Linked DNA regions of Mus musculus: regions 2, 3 and 4 are each linked to region 1. A link is a contact called in public Hi-C and HiChIP or PLAC-seq data. All regions are on one chromosome and are shown on one strand. The core of a region is the stretch at or near the end of the contact, and the rest is flanking DNA. Distances in the headings are between cores, read along the strand shown.

What was found. A called contact is a pair of places that touch in the nucleus more often than the background predicts. HiChIP or PLAC-seq counts read pairs in DNA pulled down with a chosen protein or histone mark.
Region 2: a Hi-C map of uterus shows a contact between it and region 1. The contact joins two enhancer-like sites. A contact is called at or near these places in 4 of 484 Hi-C or Micro-C datasets (all in uterus) and 1 of 115 datasets of contacts at active chromatin or transcription factors (astrocytes).
Region 3: a FOXA1 HiChIP or PLAC-seq map of pancreatic cancer cells shows a contact between it and region 1. The contact joins two enhancer-like sites. A contact is called at or near these places in 1 of 39 promoter capture datasets (neural stem cells), 1 of 484 Hi-C or Micro-C datasets (bone marrow-derived macrophages) and 1 of 115 datasets of contacts at active chromatin or transcription factors (pancreatic cancer cells).
Region 4: a contact with region 1 is called in a Hi-C map of uterus, with 4 times the contacts expected there. The contact joins the promoter of Fzd1 here to the enhancer-like site in region 1. A contact is called at or near these places in 13 of 39 promoter capture datasets (the 3T3-L1 cell line, 3T3-L1-derived adipocytes, the HPC-7 cell line and 10 more), 1 of 15 datasets of contacts at CTCF or cohesin (the NIH/3T3 cell line), 14 of 484 Hi-C or Micro-C datasets (the C2C12 cell line, the HL-1 cell line, cerebral cortex and 5 more), 19 of 115 datasets of contacts at active chromatin or transcription factors (the NIH/3T3 cell line, astrocytes, cardiomyocytes and 15 more) and 1 of 9 other capture datasets (adipose tissue).

What each region holds. Positions count from the first base shown.
Region 1 is chr5:4,321,895-4,325,048 of GRCm38.p6, forward strand. No RefSeq gene overlaps it. Among named protein-coding and RNA genes, the nearest start is that of Gm40261, 50 kb to the left of the region's middle. Within about 2 kb of position 1,662, at least 66 of the 459 cell types and tissues checked have an H3K27ac peak or open chromatin away from gene starts, as enhancers often do. A contact at or near this core is called in the C2C12 cell line, the NIH/3T3 cell line, the SN4741 cell line and 6 more, where this site is marked.
Region 2 is chr5:4,824,606-4,827,759 of GRCm38.p6, forward strand. The region is part of intron 14 of Cdk14 (cyclin-dependent kinase 14); the gene reads right to left. Among named protein-coding and RNA genes, the nearest start is that of Fzd1, 68 kb to the left of the region's middle. Within about 2 kb of position 1,561, at least 34 of the 459 cell types and tissues checked have an H3K27ac peak or open chromatin away from gene starts, as enhancers often do. A contact at or near this core is called in uterus, where this site is marked.
Region 3 is chr5:4,786,924-4,790,077 of GRCm38.p6, forward strand. No RefSeq gene overlaps it. Among named protein-coding and RNA genes, the nearest start is that of Fzd1, 30 kb to the left of the region's middle. Within about 2 kb of position 1,703, at least 26 of the 459 cell types and tissues checked have an H3K27ac peak or open chromatin away from gene starts, as enhancers often do. A contact at or near this core is called in pancreatic cancer cells, where this site is marked.
Region 4 is chr5:4,756,737-4,759,890 of GRCm38.p6, forward strand. Fzd1 (frizzled class receptor 1) reads right to left here and starts at 1,480. Exons shown (of 1, transcript NM_021457.3): 1 at 1-1,480. The coding sequence starts at 844.

The DNA of each region.
Region 1 (3,154 bases), core at 412-2,911:
TCTAGGTAGCAAGATGGCAGTGGCAAAAGGAAGGGAAGATGGTGTGGGGAGGAAGACTGGGGAGAGGAGGGGGGCAAGAAAGGGAAAAGGGATCGAGGAGGACAGGAACGCAATCCTGGTCTATCAGTTTCACAAATGTTGATGTCAAAAACTTCCAGAAAGGCTTTCAGAGGGATGGGACACCCCTCACCCTCCCAACCCAAGCACCACCCCCAAACCCCAGGGGTCCCACCACCACCCCAATTCCCCAGAGAATGAAGGCCTATGAGAAATATTTTGAGATATGGCAGATTGGTGTGGGAAAAAGCATGTGTATGTCCCAAGATACCACTTCCTGTTTCTCAGGACTTGTGTGTGGTGTGTATGGAAATCTAGACCTCCTCATTTTCAAAGGGGGGAGGTGAGGATATGAGTGTTTCTAAGAGATGGAGATCCCAGAGTGGCCCACTAACAAATTCCTGCCTACTAGACAGATGCCCATAAGAAAGGCAGCTAGCACTCACTGTTGGTGAGGAACCTGGGGAACCCCTCTTGCATTGGTAGTGGAAGTCCAACCCCATACAGATGTTCTAAGAATTTTAACTGGTAGTCCTTCAAAAAGCCAGGTCATGCCCACTGATGTTCCCACAATCTCATACAATGATGCTTTCCCAGCTACCTGGGTATCCCTTAATTGGACAACCACCACAGCACCTAGGTTTTATAAGCATTGGAGTGGATGGCTCTAGGAGGGAAGGGAGTGGGAGTCAGGATGGAGCATTAAAGGAAAAGCAGTCCACTTAATAAAACATGATGCAGGGCTTGTGAAGTTGGATGAGAGTAGACAGTGGGGTAAGAGATCTAATTCACCCAGCTCTGAGTCTTCTGTTAAAAGCAGACACGAGCAAGCTGTGTTTGTATGTCTGGGTCATGGCAAATGTGCAAGATGTTGAACGGTGGGACTGTTTCCAGAGTAGCCTCCTTCCTGTAAGGGAGGCCTTGTGAGGAACGGTCAGCTTCTCAGTAAGCTCTTCATCCACATGGCATAAACAGACGATTTCAGGGCCAGAATGGAACTCAGTAAAATGCTTGTTATGTCGTTCTCCGATGCCTGGAAAGATGAAACATTTACCCCCTGAGATTAATTTTTCACTGACTGATCAAACTCAATGTACTGTTTATGTTCTCTGTAACAGGAATTTTAAAGCACATAAATTTTTAAGCAAGAGTCTGATATCCAAAAAGATACATTACTTTGATCTAAAGTAATTTGAAGTTCAACTGGGTGAAGTACTCCTACTCTTTAAGCTACTTATTTATAAAATATGGATCTAGTTAATCAGATTTATAGTATGAAGCTGGGAACATTCTACGATGACTCATGATCACTAAGGTTCTGAAAAGACTTTCCTTCAGAGGCTTCACTACCTACTAGCCACATGCTGACCCATCACTGTTCTTTTCTGGATCAGTTTCCTCATCTGTAAAATGGTTGGACGAGCAGATATATGATGTCCTCTCAACTCTGCAAGTGCTGTGATTTCACAGCCACAAAGCACATATAAAACAGTAAATTCCACCAAACTGAAAGTTCTTCCCACAGTCTATCTGCATTGCTGCAAGCCAAGAGAAGCTGGCACACTCTAACCCCAGAGCTGTAGATGACTCAGTCTGTATTTGCACACAGTGTTTCTCTTGCGTCTCCCTGGCATTCTCTGAGCCAGACTTACTCATATGTTAGGTCCAGTGTACAAAGTGTCTCTAGTATTTCTGAGGCTGAGATTTGAGCAGTAAATGGTATGCTGATAGTCCTACGTTTAGGATCCATGACTCTGAAAGGTTTCTTTAGGGACATCCAATACAAATAATATCTTGTCTGGTGTCCAAGGTGGTGGTGTTCTATGCTGCTGCTGTTGTTGATTATGATGATGATGTTGGTGATGATAATAAAAATGATAGTAATGATGATGATACATTATATTCCTGGCACAGATAACATGCTGAGTGCTTTCCAAATATTTGAGTCCTTATAGTGCCTGCAAAATAAGTACTAACATTATTTCCTTTTATACCGTAGGAAGACACAGAGACATTAGATAACTTCCTTATTGTTGTTACCCATTGAGAAAATGGAAGGGCTAATATTTGAACATAGGCTAGTTAGGTCAATTGTTCATTATTTTAGATATTATGTCTCTACTATCTTTCTAATAAATAATGAAGCTCCAGATTATGTACATATTTGGATATTACGTTAGATAATTATCTGCACTACATGTTTAGCACAGTGTTCCCACTATTTCAGTGGTGAGGAACTCTTAAGAGAAAGATGATCAGAAAGGAACCCATTGACTTATTTCCCTTCTTCTGTTCCTGGATTTAACATTTCAATGAAAGTAGTTAGTAGTTTTTGAGTCCCTCTGCACCAGTCTGGGTGTTTTGTGTATTAAGTTCTGATTGTTGTTGCCCTATATGGAGTATGCTTGGAGATTAGCTCATCTCACTAATGAAGAGCTCTCAGGTGTTCCGTACCTTTTGCTGGTCAGATACCTACTGAAAATCTCAAGAAAAACCATCTAACTGAGAATCTGTCTGCCCCTTGATGCTCATGTCTAAGTGTGCTAGCATTAGTGGACCTGGGTGAGGGAAAATCTTTCTAAAATGTCTTTAACGTCACATCAAACTCTCACTCTTTGAGTCTCTTGTTTATGTGAATCAAGGTTCCCCACTTACTCCTGGACAGGCTATAATCTTAAATTAAGCAGCTGGTTCTTTGTCATTTGTGGGCTTTGAACAAAAACACAAAATCTTATTAAGCAACCAAGAGAAATAATACACCAAAAACTCGATTTTTATTTTCTCTACTGAAGCTATTTGAAATCCAGTATTATTATTTATATTTTTGGAGGATTTTCTTTCACTAGTGAGCGTTGTTTGAGCATTTTATTTCTTTCTTCACACATATTTAAAAGGCATTCCGACTGTGTGGTATTATGCTACACATGAAATGTTCTAGAAGGCAGCATAAGGAAATAGTGACTATCTATAAAACTGTGGTCTTTTGTATGTTTTTTTATGTGTGTGAGTGGGGTGAAGACACCCACACATGCATGTGGAAGACAGAAGTCAGCACCGGGAGGACTTCCTATATTGCTCTTCACATTATTAGTGAGAA
Region 2 (3,154 bases), core at 311-2,810, 500 kb after region 1:
GGCTCACATTTCTTTCTTGAGGCTTCATCCTTCCTTTTTCCTTTGAAACACTGAGCCACTTCTGCATGCTCATGATCTGAACATCACTTCATGATATTTTGAGAAAATAAAGATTCTAAAAATGCAGATAGGGACCTCTTCAAAATTTCAGACATTAAACCCTTTCTACAATTAAGCAAAAGTTAAGGATATTTAAGAGGGGGGAAAAACAGACTTTGCACAATAAATCTATACTTTCCACATCTTTCATGTCTTTCTTTTAAATGATCAAGAGGAGGCTTAGGGTTTTGTTGTTGTTGTTGTTGTTGTTGTTGTTGTTGATTTAAGGAAACTAAAGTGTCCTTTGGAAGTCCCATGCAGGGATAGAGAACAGACAGATAACTAGACTCTGGTTTTCTCAGTGGCATGAGTAGCCTAACAGCCATGGCTTCCATATCCTTGAGAATGAGCCATGATGGAGAAGCATCAGGTGCCATACAGGGTCAGAGCCTCATCTACCCCATCGCTGATGGTGACACCAGTTACCAGATACAAGAATTAACACTGGGAACTGAATAGAAGCAGGCTCAGCAGGCCAAAGAGCTTTCTAGGCTGCTTATGTGGGAGACGCCTACCTCTCCACAGGTAAGATGCCTACCTGTTCACAGGTAACAGGCAGTCACTTAGGCTGCAGTTTGCTTCCCTCTTCTGGCCTAAAGGTGAGTGGCTGATGTTTAGTGGTACCTGAGACATAGCTCATTTCACCAGGATGCTATCTGCCCCTCTTCTTGATTCCTATTTTACAGACAGCTGTAGGCAGTGCCTCTTCCCATGCCTAAACATGAGTCCACTGTTGGGCCTCCAGACTTGTCGTTCCTGATTTCCGTGAGATCAAGGAAAATTACAAAGGAGGACTTCCTACTCATCTCTAGAAAAATATAACATTTCTAATGCTTGCTAGTAGTTCTGTCAGTCGTAGGGGGTGGATCAAGTTCTGAATGGATGTGCACTGCTTCACACGGGCACAGCCATGTCAGGAACCCCAATGTCTCAGCCCATGAGTAACATAGACTGAGAGAGTGAACTGAGTAAAGCTTAGACGGATGGTGAAGCCTTCCGTGAGGCTCTGAGTGTGAACACTGATACTGTGGAACGATATGTCCACCATAGCTTTTCCCCGAAGATATTCACTGCTGAAGACTGCTTTCCATACCGACGTTAGCTAAACCTGCCTCCTTATGCACCCGCATATGAGGGGAGATTCGGCACTACGTCAAGGGTACTTTGGAAGACTCATGTGCCACCAATCGGGACACAGAAGGGCAAAAGAGATCTGTCAAACAGGCAGAATTTTGGAGAAACAGTTTGGAGAGAATCTTACAAGAATGGAGGAGTGAGACAGCAGAATAAAGAGCAGAGCAGGATCCGAAGGCTGATGGATGGGCCTGGATGCTGATCCTAAACGCTCAAATGGAGGGCAACAGGGCGCCTGAGAACCCAGCTGGACAGGGTAGAGGAAGGGAAGGTCGGGAGTGCCGTGTGGCTACAGAGGCACGAATGCAAGGCATGTCTGTGACATAGACAGACAGTGTGCTGTTTTGGTCAGACCTCCCTCCCACTGGGCGCCACACCAACCCAGGCCTAGTTCTTAGCCAACAAAAATAAACATCACTCATAAAATTAATGGAAACAATCTGGTTTTCTCTTGCAATAGAAAAAAAGTTTTCTTAATTACTCTTTTTTTTTTTTTTTGTAAGCTTTGAATTGTGTATCTTGTAACTAGATGCAATCTTTTAGAAGTCGACTAGGCATTAGGGGTTTGTGGCATGAGTCTTAAGAGTTATATTTTCACTTGCTGCCTGTAAAATGGTAGACTCTGAAGAGCTCTCCCGCAGCTAGGGCAGTGAACACAGATCTCTCTCTCTCTCTCTCTCTCTCTCTCTCTCTCTCTCTCTCTCTCTCTCTCTCTCTCTTTCAAAATGCATCCATCCATTCCTAAATCTTTGGTGAGAGTCTCAATGCAAAATTAGGTTTTGCAATATGAATCTTATATTTGTATCCTTTCCTTAAACATAAAAGTGGTTTGCATTGATAGTCTTCTCCTTTTGTTTTTGTTTTTGTTTTTTGTTTGTTTGTTTGTTTGTTTGTTTGTTTGAAATTCTCCTTAAAATGGCGTGGCTGTTGGTAAGTGCTCTTGTGCCACAAACAGAAGCACACCAGCACTGATCTAAGAAAACAAGTCATAACTAGAGATAGATTTACTTATTCCTATTAGGAAGAATTCCAACCTCCTTTCTTGTTCCTCCCTTCTTATGTAAAATTAATACAATTCATGGCTTATTGGAAGGTACAGCAATGACGTATTACTTAACGGAAGGCATATCACAAGATCTAAGAAAAATGTACAGGGCAGGGAGGGCCAGGGATGGATAGATTTTCTGAATATATCTTGGTTCATAGGTCTGACTTCAAGAATTAATGTATTTCACCACACAGAAATCCTATTCTCCCAAGAGGGATGGTTTTCAAGGCTTCAAACTGAAATTGTGCATTCAGGGAAATTCTAAACATATTAGAATTTTTCCTGTTTTCTATAGCCTTGCCATCAATGGTAGAATTAATGTCTTTTCATGTGTTTTCTTGAATGCCTGCAATTCCTCACTACTTCTGTGTTCTGTGCCCATTTTATGCAAAGTTAAGAATTACTTAAACACAAAGGCAGAGATTCTGAGACATCTGACAGATAATCGGGCAACTGTTGAAGTGACAGCAAACGTTACACACTCTAGTTCTTGGGATTCCTGAGACCTCCATGGCCCCCATGGGCACCTACGTAAGCACATACCCATACACATAACTAAAATAAAAAACCAACTGTGTATAAAAATACACAGTAAAATGGTTCAAAATGAACACAGTTGGCTTGTGTTTGTTGTAGATCAACTGAGTAGCATGGGGAGAATGGGTGATGGCCAGAGGGGAGAAACATTGACATAGACTCTAACCTCTTGTATGTATGCAGTTTTCTACCATTAAAGAAAAAGCTGTGGAGTCTGGAAAGATGGCTCAGTGGTGGGGCTTGCCGTGCAAGCATGAATGCTGGAGTTTGGATTCCCAGCACCCATACATATATAAAAAAATCCAGGCAAGCATAGTGGCTTGCTTATTTATAATC
Region 3 (3,154 bases), core at 453-2,952, 470 kb after region 1:
CCTCCCTTGCATCACCCCTATGAGCAGACACACTGTTATTATTTATTTATTTGCACACTTCACATCCTGGTTGCAGCCTCCTTCCTAGTCCTCACGGCCACACACACAGCCCCTCCCCCCATAAATGGGCTGGACCTAGCTACAGTGTTATATGTCAGTCAGCAAATAAATATCTCTGAATACCTAGAGTTTTATCACACAGGGAGGATGTTTTTCTCACTATTCTAGTAATGGCTATAAAACGTACATCCCCTACTATCAACACCTGATAGATAAGGGATTTCATTGCCTTTGAAGGGGTGGAGCCCGGAACTTGATTGTCTGTTGACAAAGATACTATATTAGTTCCCTGTGAAATATTTAAAGCCGCCTCATTTAATTCTCTGACAAGCAGTGTTTTTAAGAATTACTATTGTAAACACCATGCCCAGTGTAAGGCAAATCCAAGCATTGTTAGCAAGTCTCAGAGACAAGCGATGGAGCATATACTGTTCGTAAAGAATTGTCTTCCCTTTGGGACAGTTGGTTACTCAGTTCTGGGAACTGGGAAGCCAGGGAAGGGTAGAGGGTAGAAGTTCCCTCTGGAACACTTTGCTGCAAGCCAGGCAATTAGCACTTCAGGATCCAAGAGCCATAGATGGGCAAAGGTTTCCTTGGAGCTTATGAGGGATAATATCCAATTGCAGATAATTCCAGAGACCTGAGACTTAATTCCCAGAAGTACAAGAAAATCTCCATCTGTTTTCTTCTCATCAGTCTGGCAAGGTTTCTTGGTGGGTAATTGTGTACACCATTTTTCAATGGGCTGTGTAGTACTTAAATTAACTAATCTGCAAAAATTCTTCAAAATTCTGCTCATCAAGGGGCTGAGGCTACTTTCTCATCTCTTATTAAACATTGGGCTGGTCTTGGTGACTCCGATTTTTAAATAAAGAAGTAGATCTTAGAGAGAGATGGGAGGAATAAAAAACAATTCTATGTGGTGTTCAAGGCTAGTTATTAAAGACACTGGTGCTATCCTATGTTTTTATGAGATAGAGAGTCCCCCAATAAGATTGTCAGGAAACAGTTTTCAAGTGATCTTACTCCCCACCCCAACTGCCAATTAACACTAACTATTACAGAGTTTGAACAAAATGAAGAGGAACTTCAGGCCTCCGAATGCCTCTGAGAAGTCATTCAGCCATAAAATCAGGGTATACTAATAGAAAAGAAAGGATAACTGGAAGGAGCCAAGAGTCTAGAACATGGAGCTGAAAGCCCCGGGAATACTGACCTCTAATCAAGGAACAGGCAATGCCCCTTGTGGACTTCAGAATGGTCACACACTACTAATTACTACATGTGCTCTGTTTCTGAAACATCTGTTTAGGTTGTCCTGTGATGACTCTTTCACAGTATGTTAATTATGGAACAAATACAAGGACCTATACCCTAGGAGCCCCAGGTATAGCACTTTTACTAAATTTAGATGAGATTTCAGACCCCAAGCCAGAGACAGATACATAACAGGTAATATATTACAGACCTTGTGTGTTATGGGGTGTGATGGGTAATTTTTATTGTCAACTTCATACATCCTAGAGTTAACACGGAAAGAGGAAACCTCAGTTGGTGAATTTCCCAGATCAGACTGGCCAGTGGTCATGTCTATAAAAGATTGTCTTGAATGATGACTAATTTGGGAGGGCCCAGTCCACTGAGGGCTGCGGCATTCCTAGGCAGGTAGGTCTGCATTAAACAAGAAAGTTCTCTGAGTAAGCCACTGAGCTGGTCAATAAGCCGCATTCCTCTGTGGTTTCTGCTTCAATTACTGCTAGATTTCTTACTCTGACTTCCCTCAATGGTGGATTGTTGCCTGGAAATATAGGTTAAAATAAACCCTGTTCTTCTCAGATTATTTTCTCAGTCAGTGATTTATCACAGCAACAGAAAACAAAGCACAGTACAGAATAGAGGTATTTTGTCTATGGGCTCAGTATACATGACTTGTGATCAACAGTGACCTGTACATCTTTTGTAATATGACTACAATTTCTATTAAAAGATAAAATTTAAGTCTCTTTTCTTTAAGGATAGACTGGCCATGGTGGTTTCTAACAACCTGGATGCTACATCCTAAAAAGCGATTCAGCATCCCTTGGAGCCCCAAGTCTCAAACACCTAACCTGGAGCCATCAAGCTTGTGAGGAAGCAGTTAGATTCTAGGGCTCTGACCCAGCTGTTCAGCACTCTGTTGACTTTGTTGACCTTCTAAGATCTGGTACCAATAGCACAGCCTCAGGTGAACTTAGTTGGACCACCATCAGATTGCAGCCTGACTTCATAAAATGTTGCAACTCACAATCATCTAGATAAACTCCTTCTGACCCCATGGAAAGTTTGAGATAATAAATGCCTGCTTTAAGACACTAAATGCAGAAGGTGATCTATTAAGTAGAAGTGGGTTGCCAGGACAACGACATACCATACTTCGTTCTGTGCGAGTGGAGAGCCCTGGAGCTCAGAGATGTTCAGTGTGGGTTCTTGTCAACAGCTGCAGGTTCCACTCATCGCCTCTGTTTCTCACTGTCCTCTTCCTTATCGCCTCTGTTTCTCACTCTCCTCTTCCTTAGCTTTAGACTTCCTTTGGGCTCCAGGCAGTACGTCCTCTGACACCGAGGTACCACTTGGCTAGGCTAGGCTTCTGTGTTGGGGACCTTGGCAGTTACTAATACCTCGTGAGGTTCTAGTTTTTCTGCAATCCCTCTGATGTCTACATATACCAGCCCATTTTGGCCTCCCAAGACCATATCTTTCCATCTTCAGATCTTCTAACTGTAGGGTCTCAGGGCACCCCTGCATCCGGGCTTCATTTTCAGCTGCCTCTTGGCTGATCTTCAGACTTCCGGCTGCACATAATGGGAACATAGATAGTGTATTTCCAGAAAAAATAGGGAGGAGGCTTATATAGACCCTATCTCAGACTTGGGGAGGACTCAATCTTTACTTTCAGAACCCCTAAGGGGGAAAGTGAAGGTGCCAGAGAGCACTCTTACCTTGATGCCACCCGCCAAGACTGTGGTGAGTTCTATGTCTAGTGCTCAATGAAATCATTACAGACAGCTTAGCTGGAGGCAGACTGTCCCTGTCCGGGAGCAGGAGATGTGATGAT
Region 4 (3,154 bases), core at 230-2,729, 430 kb after region 1:
TGAGGTAGGAGGGCACCCTGAGGGCGCGCGGGCAGGAGAACTTTCCCCGCTCCACCGTCCCGGCACCCCCCGGGTAGCCGCCGCGGTAACCACCGCCGCCGTGCTGCGGATTACTGGTCCAGAACTCTGGTAGCAAGGAGGGAGTTGGGGTGCCTTTGTCGGACGTGTTCTGGCCCACGCACAGCTCTCCTGCGCCGTGCACCGGGAACTTCTCGCACTTGAGTGTGTCTGGCCACTGGAAGCCGAACTTGTTCATGAGCGCCTCGCAGCCCTGGCGTGCGCGCTCGCACAGGGAGCGGCAGGGCGGTAGCGCCTGCTCCAGTACGGTGCACACAGGCGCGTACATGGAGCACAGGAAGAACTTGAGCTCGGCGGAGCACTGCACCTTCACCAGAGGGTAGAACTGGTGCACCTCCAGACCGGCGTCCTCCTGATTCGTGTGGCCCAGCAGGTTGGGCATGATGGTCTGGTTGTACGCGATGTCCGTGCACAGCGGGATGGAGATGGGCTGGCAGTAGCCGTGGTCCGGGATGGAGATGCCCCGTTCGCCGTTGTACTGCTGCCCGCTCTGCTGGGGCTGGGGCGGCGGCGGGGCTTGCTGGCCCGGCCCGGATACCTGGCCCGCCGCCTGCGCTCGGACCCCCAAAAGCAGAGGAGCCTCCAGCAACCAAAGCAGCAGCAGCAGCCCGCTAGCCCAACGCCGGGGATCAGCCCGGGGGCGGCGGTGGCTGGCCGTGTCCTCGTGCCCCACCTCCTCCCGCCGGCCCGGGAGTGCTTCGGCACAAAGTTCCAAGCTCAGCCGGCCGGCGGCCCGGGACTCGCTAGGCGCCGCCTCCTCAGCCATACTTTTTCGGCTCCCTCCTCGGCGCGGATTGACTGGGACGGGCAGCGGCGCGGCGGGTGGTGGCTCCCACTGTGATCCGGGAGAGCTGGTCGCCCGTGCCCTCCGTCGGGGTGCGGCCGCTCTCTGCCCGCTCCCCGGGATTCTGCTCCGCGTCCCGCAGCCGCCGCCGCCGCCGCGGAAACTTGCGGTTCATGAAGCGCGGGCGGCGAGGAGAGCAAGAGTGGTCCAGGCGCGCCGGGGTCGCGTCCCTCTTCCCTGGCCCGCGGCAGGCTGTGGCTCTTGTCAGGCGGCGCCGCGTTAGTGGTCGCAGCCGGGCAGAGGAGCGCCCAACTCTCGGCAGCCTAGCCGCCCTGGGTCCCCCCTGCGCCTCCGCCTCCTCCTTCTCCGCCGCCGCCTGACCATTTGTGTCAATCCCTCAACTCGCAGCCTCTGCTCTCCCTCGCGCGCCCTCCAACGGGTTTCTAGGCGCCCCCCAGTCTGTCTTTCACCGGGAGGGAGGAGCCTTGAAACCGACGCGGAGCTGGCGGCTCAGGGACCGTCGCCCAATCGCAGCACCCGCTTCACAGCGCAAAGGGAGCCCTTTCCCTCCGAGCCCGGACTGGAGCCCGCAGCAGACCGGAGGAGGTGGAGGAAGTAGTGGTGGCGGTGGCAGAGACTCCGCTCCGGCACAAAGAGTAGCTATGAAGCCGGACAGGCTAGGTCGCTTTTGCTTTTGCAGAAGAAAGGGCGAGGACAAGTAAGAGAATGGTCCCATATGCGGCAGGAGATAATGAATAGGAGTCGGCTGGCCGCGGGGATTTAGCTCTGTCTTGCTTTTTATCTGTCTTCATATTTTATAATCCTACCCTCGACTCTCTGGTCACAGACTGCTACTTTGAGTGCTGCGTTCTGATTGCGTGCCCCTGACTTGAGAGTCGGGTTTCCTTTGAATTTAAGTCTGTCGAGGTTTTGTTTAAACTATGACTCCAATAAACCGTGGAGCTCACAGACTGGCCTTGGTGGACTTTGGACGCGCCATTTCCCCCGATCGCTGTCAAATGAAAGCAAAACGCAAAGTTTGGTGGGATGTAAATTGTAAACCCAGATGCTCCTGTGAGTAGTATGCGTCGTGTAGTCAAACTTTCCCCCTTCTCTTTAATGGTATCAGAAACAGAAGTAAAGGAAAACAGAAGCTATTCATTAAATGCTGGAGGAAAACCGGCTTGAGAACCAACGCATTGGGTGCTCCAGCGTGAGACACGGGAGCCATACATCCAGACAGGAGGATCAATCTGGGACCATTTGAGGGCCGCTTCTAAACACTGGGGACCCTGCAGGGTCTGTTGGGAACTTCTGAGGCCTGGGTCATTTAAGTTCCTCCTCAGTGGAAGTAGTCAAAGCTGAAGCTATTAGTTTGAAGGACAAAACACATGACCAAAGTGAGTCTGAAAGACCAAGCACAGTCAGTCAGTCGACTCAAACCAGGATAATCAACCTCAGCAGACACACATGCTTGTTCTTGCAAGTTTATTTTCAAGAACTTGTGTGAGTCGGATTTATCAATAAAGTGCTATTATGTTTTATTAATTCTATCAAGAGTCCCCCCCCCCTTCGATTAGACTTATCTCACGAGACTGTTCCCGAATTATTTTCTATCTTCTTTTATACAGATTCACTTTTCATTAGATATTATCTCACGAGACTGTTCCCGAATTATTTTCTATCTTCTTTTATACAGATTCACTTTTCATTAGATATTTACCAAGCATCCATGATACAGTGAGCACTGTCTCAGGAGGTAGGGAGCACAGAGGAAGCCCTGGCACATATTTAAAGGAGGGCATAGTACAGTGGGCACAGGAACGTCACCAGTGATGGCAGTGCCCACCCATTCTCAAAAGGGACGCAAGGGAAGTAAATGACCTGCTAACACGGGAGATGAGGAATGGGAGGGGTCATCGGAGAAATAGATGCAAAATGCAAAAGAGAAAAGCACAAAACAGAAAACAAAACAAAAAGGCAACAAACAAACAAACCCCTCAAGTTTCTGAGGGGCAGGCAAGGAGAACATGCCCTGGTCATGACAGGAAAGAAAGGGCTCTTTAGCTGGTACAAAATATCATGAACCAAACTGTTCAAACAATAGATAGCTAGTGCAGGTGGCTTTCCCCCACAGAAGCGGGAAGTGGTTCCAGGGCGACTGAAAGAGGGAGCAGGACTCAGGCTCGCGTGGAGAAACATCAACATTCCGATACACTGTACAGATCACCACTCAAGATGAGGCTTGTCTACATCCGGGCAGGCCCCGTGAAGCTCGTTGGTGTCCGAGGG